2 separate regions of the Mus musculus genome follow, and region 1 is linked to region 2. Evidence: chromatin contacts called from public HiChIP or PLAC-seq data. All regions are on one chromosome and are shown on one strand. Each heading gives the region's core, a stretch centred on a gene start, on an enhancer-like site or on the middle of the called end of the contact. The rest is flanking DNA. Distances are from core to core; before and after follow the strand shown. Region 1 has its middle 10 kb from the start of Eif4ebp1. Region 2 holds the start of 4933416M07Rik (RIKEN cDNA 4933416M07 gene).

Region 1 (5,947 bases), core at 1,123-3,622, 110 kb before region 2:
CTAATTTCTCTGTTTTCCTTTGGCCCAGTTTCTCATCCCAGCTCCCGGCAGCCTAACAGAGAGAGGTGGTCCAGCCAATTAGCTTCAAAGTGACCTCTTCCTTGGCAGACCTGGTTGCCAAAGCTGTGTCCTCCTGCCTCATGGTTCTGAGTTAGCAGAACCTGCCTTTGCCCGCTGCCCTTTCTGTTTTCACCTTGGGTTAGAAACAACTTCAGGAACTCTTCCTAGGTAGGCGTTGTATGAGGGCAAGCCTTTTATTTCTGATGAGTGAGTGAGAGATGAAGAAAAATGTCTGACCAACTAAACATCACTTCTTCTAAAACCACTACCATGCGCACCTCAGCAGCAGGGCAGCAGCGAGAGCTGGGCTAGCATCCCCAGTGATAGGCTCCTCCCATCTCTGCCACTGAAGAGCCGGTGACCTCAGACCCCAACCACAGGCCTCAAGTTTGCACATATGGAGAGGGATGTGGGATCTGATAACTTCCCGGGTCTATTACAGTGCAAAGCCTGTGGCTCAGCCACTGCCCTTTGTGAGTGTTGGTGGACGAGGGAGCTGTGATTAAAATAAAATAGATAACTCTCCCCCCAAAGAAAACGCGCATCCCTGGTGATTACGCTCGAAAATTCTGTTTGTTCTGATGAAACAGGACAGGGTCTCATTCTGTATGCCTGGCTGGCCTGAAACCCACTATGTGGACCAAGCTGAACTCAGACAAGCAGTAAAACAATTCCCCCTCCCCCTCCCCCTCCCTCTATTCCCAAGTACTGGGATAACAGGTATGAGCCACCATACCTAGCTTTGCACTGGAGAATTCTATCGAAAGCTCAAAGAAAATATAGACACAGCAATGTTGTACAACTACTCCAGAGCACAGGAGTATGTTCCAGTTCACTCTACAAAGCTAGCATATGCCAAACAAGACTGGGAGGGCACTGGAAGGAAAACTATCAGCTAATATCTCTCTCGAACTCAGATGCAAAACTCCCAGTTAAACATCCACTGACTGGAAGTCCCCCTTGAGGAGAAGCCTGGTGCCAGCTCAGGCACAAGCCTCACTTTCCCGGGCTTCGTGGCTAGGAATCCAAGCCACTAGAAAAGTGCTCCTCGGCAAGTAGGGCAACTGAGCTTTGTTCTGGGGGCTACGAAACCCAGCGCTGAGCCCCCCTCCCGGGGCGTGGCAGAGGGGAGGAGCCGCGGAACACAAAAGCAGAGGTGGTGGAGAAAACCCCGCAGAGAAAAAAGGCTGCAGGCAGCCGGAGCTTGGAGCTTAGCGGATAATGAGGGTGCTCTGTGGAGTCCTCAGTGCCGTCTTGACAAGGTTGCTCCCTCCCTCCCAAGCTTACTGTTTTGGAAACAAGTTCCTATTGCAGGATATTCGATCACATTGTGACCCCCTGAGACTGGGGGGGGGGGGGGGTCTAGTTGTGGTGTGGTTCAGCCCTTAGCACACTCCTTTAATCGTCTCTAGCACATACCTTTAATCCCAATGAAGGTAAAGTTAATTTGTAGAAGAAAACACAAAAGTGACATCTAGGGCTGGAGAGATGGCTCAGCCGTTTAGAGCACTGACTGTTCTTCCAGAGGTCCTGAGTTCAAATCCCAGCAACCACATGGTGGCTCACAACCATCTGTAATGGGATCCAATACCTTTTTCTGGTGTGTGTTGAAGACAGCTACAGTGTGTTCCTATAAATAAAAATATCTCTTTTTTAAAAGTGACATCTAGTTGAGTGGCAGACGAAGTGGCAAATCAGATAAAGATTTGACAGAATAGGAAGTAGCAGGTAGTTTCTACTACCTCGCTTTAAGCTCTGGACAGACAGAGGTACCAGCCCCCACCCTGGTTCCTGTGGATCTGAGGATAAAAGACACGCATTTTTATGTGTTTTAACTCAATGGTCAGGCACTTCTAAGCCTCCCTCAGCTAACTTTCCCATGGCCCTTACTCCCCTTCACTCCCAGCTTAACACCTCTAAATCTGCCCTCAGTCTAGCTGTTCAGTTACCTTTAGTCTTAGCTCAACACCTTTAAATCTGCCCTCGGCTTAGTTGAACTTCTGATCTCCCTCCTGCAACCCCAGGCCCAGTCAGGCTAGCAACCAATAGTCACTCCACCCAAGATTTCACATGGCTAGTGGCTCTCTCTCCCTCTGAAGCATGGTGAATTTTCTTTCCCCTTCCTGCATCTATCAGCCTGCCTATGGGAACCTGGAAGTCGCACCTTTTCCACCCAGCCATTGGCTGCCAACATCGTTATTGCTCGATCAAGAACCAATTGGAGAACAGGACCTTCAGTATTTACATGCAAATTCCCGGGCCAAAGCATCAGAACCGCCCCCTACAATAGGATACGCCCAACTTTCACAAGAAGAGAGAGGAAAGGGGCAGTTTACAGAGACAGGTTGTAGAAAGAGAGAGAGAACAAGCCAGACACGGGTGAGGACAGAAAACCAGAGAATGAGAAGGAGCAGAAGATTAGAACAGATTGCTGGAATTAGTTTGTGACCAAACCAAACAATTCAGTAAGAAACTGAGAGGTCAGACGGAATCAGACAGCTTGAAGAGGAGTTTGAGCCAGGACAGCTGAGTTGAATCAGCTATCCAGTGCTCAATAAGAACTAGGAAGGGGTGAGTTTCTCTATCAGTAAGTCTCAAAGGCTGAAAATATTCTAGGTCTAGATAAGATTGTATGGAGGTTAGAAGTTTCTAAGACTAGGCCTAGTTTAGCAGAAGGCAACGATCTTCCAGAGAACAGGTGAGTTAAAGATACTTCAACATGTTCCTATAGGTTTCTCAAGGTAGGCATTGTCACTCTGTCGTATCCTGTTTGTGGCTGTGGTCCAAGGGTTTGGGGAGTGGGTATGTGGCAGAACATCACTGAAGCTCCCTAAACGCAACAGGATTCAAGCGAGAGAAACCAGAAGCTGAGGAGGGAACTTGGCTCGCTTTTCAGACTGGAAGCTCAGCTTTGCTGAGGCAGGGGAGTGAGGTCTAGGATTCTGATGAACAGCTCAGCTCCCGGCCATGCACATTCGTGCTGGGGTTATATCGGGCTAATCTGTCCCGTTCTAAGTAAACTCCAGCCTAGCAAGCTTGGGCTTGTGCTGTCTCTTCTAGTCAGCAAAGAATGGAGCCAAGCTGTTCCAAACCACTCCCCTGCAGCGATCGATGCAAGAAAAGAAAGTGGTGACAATCCCTCAGCTGTTGGTCTCACCACAGGGTGCGTAGCCCAGGAAGATACTGAAAGAAGTACAGACTGACAGAGGTACAAACAGAGGCCAAGGCTGTCCCTGCATAGAGGCCCAGAAAGGCCATTACATAAAGCTGTGGGGGTGGAGCCAGATTTCACTGGAGACCCCAAGATGGTAAGGATGCCAGACTCGTGGGATACCTGCCAAGGAGAGCTGCTAACAGGGAGTGGGACCAGCCGAAGAGAGAGACGTGTGCAGCTCTCCACAAAGCTGGAAGGAGTGGGGGACCTAAAGAGTACTTTGACATCAGACATGGATACGAAGTTCTGAGTGTACCCAACTGATGTTTGGTCTTGCTTTTGGTCCAGTATTTCCTCACTAGGCTCCCCCCCCCTTTTATATTCTATGTCATTGTATGTTAGAAGCATGTGATCTGCCTTTTGGTTTTACAGGAGGTTGTAGTGAAGAGATTGCCATGAGTCTCCAAAGAGACTTTAAACTTTGGACTTTTAAACAGTCCTAGGACCGTGATGGACTACAGATAGGATTTTTGAGGTTGAACTGAATCTATTTTTGCATTATGATATGGCTACAAGCCCCTGGGAACCAGGGAATGGAATGTGCTTGTTTGAATAATAATGCCCCCCCCCCCACAGCATCATATATTTGACTGCTTAGTTACCAGGGAGTGGAACCCTTTAAAAAGAATTAAAATGTGGAAGTATGACCTTTTTATGGAGAAAGTGTGTCACTGGGAGTGAGTTTTGAGGTGACAAAGCCCATGCTAGCTCCAGTGTCTCCCTGACCCTATAGATCAGGATGTAACTCTTATCTACCTCTCCAGCACCATACTGGCCTGCTGCCATGCTTCCTGCCATGATGATAATGGACTAAACCTCTGAAACAGTAAGCCAACCCCCAACCAAATGCTTTCAATGTTCATGGTGTCTCTTCAACACAATGGAACACTGACTAAGTCTCTCTCTCTCTCTCTCTCTCTCTCTCTCTCTCTCTCTCACACACACACACACACACACACACACAATCAAAACCAAGAAACAGAAAATAAGGGTCAGATTATGTTGAGAATTAGCCCACATTTCCATGTATTCATAGGGTCAGAGAACCTGTCTTCAATAACCAATACCACTTGGGTAGGAACCTCCTCTAGGATAAGGAATTTATTTCATATAACTTTCAAGATATTTACAGAATGTCTTTGGGTAAACATCTCAGAAGTTATTTATTGGAATGAGAATTTTTATTTTGTTTGGTTTGTTTGTTTGTTTGTTTTTTGAGACAAGGTTTCTCTGTATAGCCCTGGCTGTCCTGGAACTCACTTTGTAGACCAGGCTGGCCTCGAACTCAGAAATCCGCCTGCCTCTGCCTCCCGAGTGCTGGGATTAAAGGCGTGCGCCACCATGCCCGGCTCGGAATGAGAATTTTTAAACACTGATCGTAGCAGAAATGGGTTTTTAACGACTAAAACATCCTCTTGCAATGACATGCTGATTGTGACTCGTCTCCACTGCTTCAAGCTTGTGGGGTTAGGGGGGTATTGCAAATAGTAGAAATATTTGTACTTTTCATATTTTCATGTTTTTTCTTCTTCAGTTATCATCTGGCTATAGTCTTAACTAGTCTCCAAAGGCCCACATATAAAGACTTGGTGCCCAGCCTATGCCATTGTTGGGAAGTTGTGAAACCATAAAGAGGTGGGGTCTAGTGGTAGGACATATGTCACAGGCACATGCCTTTGAAAGGGAAACTAAGGGCTAGCCTTTTCCTCCTTCCCTTTCTTCCTCCCTGTCCCAGACTCTGTTGCTGTGACTAAACACCCTGACCAAAAGCAACTTGGGGAAGAAAGGGGTCTTCATCTCTTACAAGTTAGAGTTCATCATAAAGGAGGACAGGGCAGGAACTCAACCTGGAACCCTGGCAGCGGGAACTGAACAGTAGGAACTGAAGCAGAGGCTAATAGAATGTTTTCTGGCTTGCTCTCCAGATCATATTTGGCTACCTTTCTTACACGTCCTATTACCATTTGTCCAGAGGTAGTACCACCCACAATCCCCTGAAACTCCTCATATTAATCACCAACCAAGAAAATCCCCCTCACAGACATGCCCACAGGCCAGTCTGATGGAGGCAACGCTACAGCTGAAGTTCCCTCCTCCCAGATAGCCTAGATCAGCAGTTCCCAAGCTGTGGGCAGAGAGCATTGGAAAACACATATTTCTGATGGTCTTAGAAACCCCCAACCATAAATTTGTTTTTATTGCTAATTCATAGCTGTTATTTTGCTATTGAGCAACGCCTTAGTTCCTAAGACCATAGGAAAAATGTATTTTCCAATGGTCACAACCCAGGGGTTGAGAACCACTGGTTCAAATTGTGTCAAGTTGACAAAAATAAACAGCACTCCTCTGCACTGGTCTGTCCCCATCATTATCATCAGACTGTCTTGACCCACCACCTCCCAGTAATGGCACAGAGACCTTTTATTGTTTATGAAAGCTTAGACCTTATAGCTTAGGCTTGTTCCCAACTAGTTCATATAATTTAATAACCCATTTATACTAGTCCACGTTTGCTACATGACCCATCACCTCTCATTCAGTCTCCATCCGACTTCCTGTATATCTGGCTGGCAAATCCACACCTCTCAATTCTTCCCACAGTTCCTATCTCTTCCCGGATGTCCTGCCTTTCCTCTCCTGTTCTGCTGGAGGTCAACAGGCCTTTATTTAACC
Region 2 (6,152 bases), core at 591-3,090:
AAAACTGTTTACTGCCTTGGAGTTCTTTGAGTAAAAATCACCTTGAGTTGCCCTGGAGTCTTGTTTCCTGGGCCTTATAAATCTGCTCAGCTGCAGCTCGGCTGCCAGGTCTTTCCTCCCACTCCCCCCTGAGACCTTGGTGTGACTTGCTACTTCTCATTGACTTTTATCTCTCATTTCCTTCTGGCTCAGAACTCTGTGCTCACAGTTAGAGCCCCCTTGTCCCAGATGATAAATACCAGTTAAAAGCCACTGTTGTGGGTACATGCCCCTATCAGAAATGAGAACAGTCAGTCTCTGGGAAAGGCCACTGTGTACGCAGAGAGTGTGCGCTCTGGTGACGCATGGCTTTAGCTATCGTGTTTTCAGAGTGTGGGGTAGCTTTTGGTGGGGTCTCAGAGGGAGCTCAGAGGTAGCAAGCTGGGCTGACTGGCAGGCGTCCTGCATGTACACTGGATACCCGGGCCTGGCTCACTAAGTGACAACTACCAGATACCACCAAGGACTCATTCTTTCTCTCCTTTATTTTTTATTTTATGTATGTGATTATTATGCTTGCATGTATGTCTGTGAACAGCGTATGTGTTTGTGTGTGTGTGTGTGTGAGAGAGAGAGACACGAGAGAGAGACAGAGACAGAAAGTCACCATGTCGTTGCTGGGAATCGAACCAGGGTCCTCTGAAAGAGGACCAGTGCTCTTAACCACTAAGCCATCTCTCCAGCCCCCCCCCCTTATTACATTCCTTTCTTTCTTTTTTTTTTTTAAAGATTTATTTATTTTATTATATGTAAGTACACTGTAGCTGTCTTCAGACACACCAGAAGAGGGAGTCAGATCCCATTACGGATGGTTGTGAGCGATCATGTGGTTGTTGGGATTTGAACTCAGGACCTTCGGAAGAGCAGTCAGTGCTCTTAACCACTGAGCCATCTCTCCAGCCCCCCCCTAATTACATTTCTTGACAACATGTGCCTCTGCAGAGTCAAGACCAGAGGTGTGAGAACTGTAAGCCAAGTAAGGTTCTTTGATGCTGTGGATCAATCCTGGGGCCTTACCCGTGCTAGGCAAGTCTTCTGCTATTGAGCTGCCCCGAGGCCCCTGGCTGTTACAATTTTAAAGGATAATAAAGAAAACAAACAAACAAACATGTAACCAACTCATACCTACTCTACAGACTCCAAAGTCCTTCTCTCTTCTCGTCAGCCGCCTGGTTTCATCCTTTGTGGAAAGTGGCTTTCTAAGCCGGGTGTGGTGGCGCGTGTTTTAACACCTGGGAAGCAGGGGCAGGTTGATCTCTGCGAGTTCCTGTCTCTGCTGACTCTTAACCCCTTCCCTCTTCCTTCCCTCTCCAAAGAAATACCAGCCCTCGGATCCCGCCTTTGCCTACGCGCAGCTGACCCACGATGAGCTGATCCAGCTAGTCCTCAAACAGAAGGAGACCATCAGCAAGAAGGAGTTTCAGGTGCGGGAGCTGGAGGACTACATCGACAACCTGCTAGTCAGAGTCATGGAGGAGACCCCCAACATCCTCCGAGTGCCGGCGCAGATGGGCAAGAAGGCCGGAAAGATGTAAACTGCGGGAAGGAGGCGTGGTCTGAAGGAGGCGTGGTCTCCCTAGTAACTAGCACACCGGTTCCGAAGGCCTGCTGTGTGCATCATCTCTCAAGAGTTAATTCTCCTAGCTGAAAACCAGATTAATGATTACAACGAATCTTTTACTATACATCTCCCAGCGTTTTGTTTTTCAATGCCACTGTGCCTTTGACTACATTGTAAATATCAGATTTGATCCGATGTGTTTTAACGCCAGGGTTGTTGCCCTTTGATGCTGAGATCTTCCGGTATGGATCCTCCGTGAAGGCAGGCTCAGGGTGAGATGAGAAAGGGACTTTGGGATGTGTGCTGTTTCACCCGCTCTCTTGGCCTTTGAGCACCTCGGTTGAGGCACAAGCTCAATTTTTAATTCGGGTAAACCCGAGGACTCAAGGGTTGTTTTGGTGAGGGTTGGTTTGGGAGGCGTTGTTCTGTTTTCAGGGTGGGGTGTTATGTAGCCCCGGGCTGGGGCTGCTCTTGAACTCACTGTGTACTGAGATTGGCCTTAGATTTCTGACCTTTCTGCCCCCCACTGCCAAGTGCTAGGATTACAGCCGTGTTTGATGCCTTCTGGTCGGAGCACGGTTGTTTACATAAAACCTCTGAGCATGCTTCTTAGATTTTTGAATATGCCTTTTACAATTGGCAGTACCCTCTGGCCTTAAAAATATGTTCTCCATGGATTGGGGGATATAGCTCAGTGGGTAAGGTGCTTGCACTACAAACCTGATGGTCTCCGTTTGGATTCTTAGCATCTATGCTAAAGCCAGGAAGAGTGGCATGTGCCTGGGTGGGGGCTGGGCTGGGGGAGGGCAGAGCCAGGCAGATCTCAGGGGCTCACTGGAAACTCCAGGTTCAGTGAGGGACAGTCTTAAACAATAAAATGAAAAGCTACCATAGACCTCTGCCCTTCATGTGGTCACACACACACACACACACTGCTCTTTAGATCTATAGGGCCATTTCCTGGAGACATGAAAGAACTAAAGAGTCACTTTTCAGGCTGGAGTGATAGTCTAGTGGTTAAGAGCACTCACTGGCTGAACAGTGGACCAGGTCCAGAGGACTTGGGTTCAATTCCCAGCAACCACATGGTAGCTCACAACTGTCTGTAATTTCTGTTCAAGGGAATCTGACCGTGTCACCCGGACATCCATGCAGACAAAATATCAATACACATAACATTAAATTTAAAAGGAAACAGAGAGTCGGTCTCTCCTCAGGGTTCGGGGTTCCTGTTGCCCCGCTGGCCTTTCCTAGGTGGGGAGGGGACTGAGTTCCTCTACAGCATCTCTGTGAGGTGGAGGATGATTTTAGGACCGGACCTTTGGCCGTTTCCTGCCATCGGCTTGTCTCAATGGCGTTTCCTGGAAGGGAGTAGACAGTCCACTGATTTCTCAAGATGAAGGAGGCTCAGGCAGGGGCTGGGTAAGTGCTCAGGGGTAGAGCGCCCCAGCCACACGTCAGCGGTAAGGAACAGTTGTGAAGAGCTACAGGATGGCATCTGCTTCTTTGCTGCTACCTCCTGATTTGGGGAGTTTTGTTGCTGCTATTTTGAGACAGATCTCACTGGCTTTAAGCTTTTCACACATACACACACCCCCACCCCCACCCCCGCCTCAGTTTTTCAAATTTCCAAATACTGGAATTACAGGTATGTGCCACCATTCCTGGTAGATCAATGTATTTTTTTTTTTATAAAATGTACACACACACACATATATATATATACACATATATGCACACCTTAATATATATATATATATACATATATACACACATCTTAAAACACACACATATGTATATATACATACACATATAGATGCACACCTTAATATACACACACACACACACACACACACACACACACACACACGGCCGCTTTTTCACTAGTAGAGGGAATTCCATTGCTGGTCACCTCATTCTGGAATTAAAATGTTTCATGATTTTTTTTTTTCTTCCTGGTAGTAATAAAAAATCTCACTAAATCTTAACACCTCTGCTCAGCGAGTCATAGGCCAATGCCGTGGATAGGGTTGCCGTGGATAGGGTGGGGTAGCGGTGGTTCTCAATGAAGAATCTGTGTGTTCTTATCACCCGGAAGGTGAGGAACGCTGGTTATACTGCAGCACTTTAATCTGAAGGGCAAGACTGTAACTTGATTTACCTAACAAGCTGTTGATGATCCACACGTATTTTTATTTAATCTCTCTTACAGTACTAGGGACCACTGTAAATTTCTTGAGATGATTTGTATTTTTTTTTTTTTTTAGTGTCATGAAATTCATTAATATGCCTATAAAGAAACTGTATCCACTTGATCTCTGAAAATGTACATGTATATTTCTGTTCTGCATCCTGGGGTTTTGGTTTGATTTTTTGTTTTGTTTTTTTTGTTTTTAACTTGATATAAGTGCATTTTTACTGTGATAACCTAAGTGCACTGGAGCACTGCTCAGAAGAGGCAGCCTGGGGAGCTGCCTTGTGTATGAAGAGTCTGGAGGTCTCTACTGCTACTCAGACCTTTGGTATGTAACCGAGTCAGCTCTAGCGAGGACCGTCTAGGTGAAGTGAATTCCTGTGCTCTGAAATGCCACTTGGGGACTCTGGAGAATGAAGGACAGTTTACTTCGGGGGCTTTGCTGGTTTCTGCAGTGCTGGGAAACACTGCCTTTCTGACGTTGCTGTACCTCACAAGGTAATAGAGGCCCTGCCTACTTATAATAACTGTTCCTGACTATTTGGTCGGGCACTAAGGAGTGATACCAACCAAGGGAAGCCGAACCTGCATTGAGCCACTGGCAGAGGCTGGTGACAGGGAGAGCCCTGGAGCTACTGAGGCTGACCTCTGCCTTGTGCTTGTAGCTTCCACTGATGCCAACTTGAGGTGCCCTGGAGGGGCCTACACTCTGGAGAAAGAAGAGAAGGAAGGGAAGAAAGAAGAAAGAAAGAGCCCTTTCCTTGCCCATGCCTGGCTACCTCCAAGAAAGCCCAGCCAGAGATTTGGGTGGGGTATGAAGGCGTTGGATTAAATACCAGCATACTCCATTTTAGGACAGCATCCTAAAAACCAGCCAGCCCTTGGCCTAATCGTTTCATATCATCTTATCTTTGGCTTCGGCACTTGGCCTGGCTTCCCTGTTTTATTCCACCATATTACCTTTACTTGGGCCACAGAAAGAAGGAGCAAGCAACCCTGCCCTGTGCCATGCTCCACTGCTGTCCAGCAAGAGAGGCTGGTCCATGACGCTTCACCGTGCACTGTATCGAGGCTAGAGTTCTCCATCCCTAGGTTCTTCTCCCAGTCAACCACACCGCCCCCTTTGGGTGTCTTGTGCTTGCTAATTCCATGCTCTGTTGCTGAGTTACACTCTTAGCTGGACCCTCCCCCGAGTTGTGTTTCTGTCTTTGTTTTTTGAGACAGTTTCTCATGTGAGCCAGGTTAATCTTGATTTTATGGCTATTAATGACCTTGAACTCATTATCCTCCTGCCTCTGCCTTCTGAGTGCTGGGAATATCAGAGTGTGCTATCATTCACAGCTTTTAATTTTTTTTTCTGAGGGTGGGGGTGGGTACTAATTGAGGATCCTTCAAGACTGAAAATCTATTGTCTTAGATAAGAAGCATGAACCCGGGCTGGAGAGATGGCTCAGTGGTTAAGAGCTCTGACTGGGGCTGGAGAGATGGCTTAGCAGTTAAGAGCACTGTCTGATGTTCCGAAGGTCCTGAGTTCAAATCCCAGCAACCACATGGTGGCTCACAACCATCTGTAATGAGATCTGATACCCTCTTCTGGTGTATCTGAAGACAGCTTCAGTGTGCTTATTTATAATAATAAATAAAATCTTTAAAGAGAGAGAGAGAGCTGACTGCTCGTCCAGAGGTCTAGAGTTCAATTCCTGGCAACCACATGGGGACTCACAACCATCTGTAATGGAATGCAGTGCCCTCTTCTGGTGTGTCTAAAGAGGGCTATATGTACTTACATATATTAAATAAAAAAGCCTTTTTTTTTGAGAGAGAGAGAGGTGAACCCATGCCAACCCCAACTCTGACTTTTCCTACCTACTTTGATAAGCTACTAAATTGACTTTCACCTCCCTCTAACGGAAGGTTCACCTAATACTGTGTGTTTGCCTTACATGTGCAAAGCACTAGGCTTGATCACACACTCCAGCCCCAGGACTGTAAACTGAGCAATGTGACGGACGATCTGTAATCCCAGCCAGCACCAGGGAGGTGAAATCGGGTGACCAACAGTTCAATTGCATTCTCAGCAGCATAGGGAGGTTTAAGTCAGACGGCGATACACAAGCCCTTGTCTCAAAACAAACAAAACCCTAAGACTTCCTAACAATAAATACAATCACACTACCTTTCAAGGTTTGTGTCTGTACTTCAGGTTGGGTGTGATACAAGTTCCTTCTGTCTTGTTGGATGGTGGTCTCACACAAAGCCCTGCAGCCACCACCATGATCTGTGCCAACGACTGCATCTCTGTCCTGACTCTTCATAGTCCTGAGTGACCATGGCATTAACACCATGAGAATGTCTACC

The links. HiChIP or PLAC-seq counts read pairs in DNA pulled down with a chosen protein or histone mark.
Region 1: an H3K27ac HiChIP or PLAC-seq map of embryonic stem cells shows a contact between it and region 2, with 18 read pairs. The contact joins the enhancer-like site here to the promoter of 4933416M07Rik in region 2. A contact is called at or near these places in 14 of 39 promoter capture datasets (the 3T3-L1 cell line, 3T3-L1-derived adipocytes, the C10 cell line and 9 more), 8 of 484 Hi-C or Micro-C datasets (the C2C12 cell line, CD4 T cells, the G1E-ER4 cell line and 4 more), 6 of 115 datasets of contacts at active chromatin or transcription factors (embryonic stem cells, extraembryonic endoderm stem cells, microglia and 1 more) and 3 of 9 other capture datasets (adipose tissue, liver and pancreatic islet).

What each region holds. Positions count from the first base shown.
Region 1 is chr8:27,247,301-27,253,247 of GRCm38.p6, reverse strand. No RefSeq gene overlaps it. Among named protein-coding and RNA genes, the nearest start is that of Eif4ebp1, 10 kb to the left of the region's middle. Within about 2 kb of position 2,372, at least 36 of the 459 cell types and tissues checked have an H3K27ac peak or open chromatin away from gene starts, as enhancers often do. A contact at or near this core is called in adipose tissue, embryonic stem cells, epiblast stem cells and 3 more, where this site is marked.
Region 2 is chr8:27,138,598-27,144,749 of GRCm38.p6, reverse strand. 4933416M07Rik (RIKEN cDNA 4933416M07 gene) reads right to left here and starts at 1,840. Exons shown (of 4, transcript NR_045840.1): 1 at 1,389-1,840; 2 at 1,165-1,271. Rab11fip1 (RAB11 family interacting protein 1 (class I)) reads left to right here. Exons shown (of 6, transcript NM_001080813.2): 6 at 1,356-5,977. The coding sequence ends at 1,574.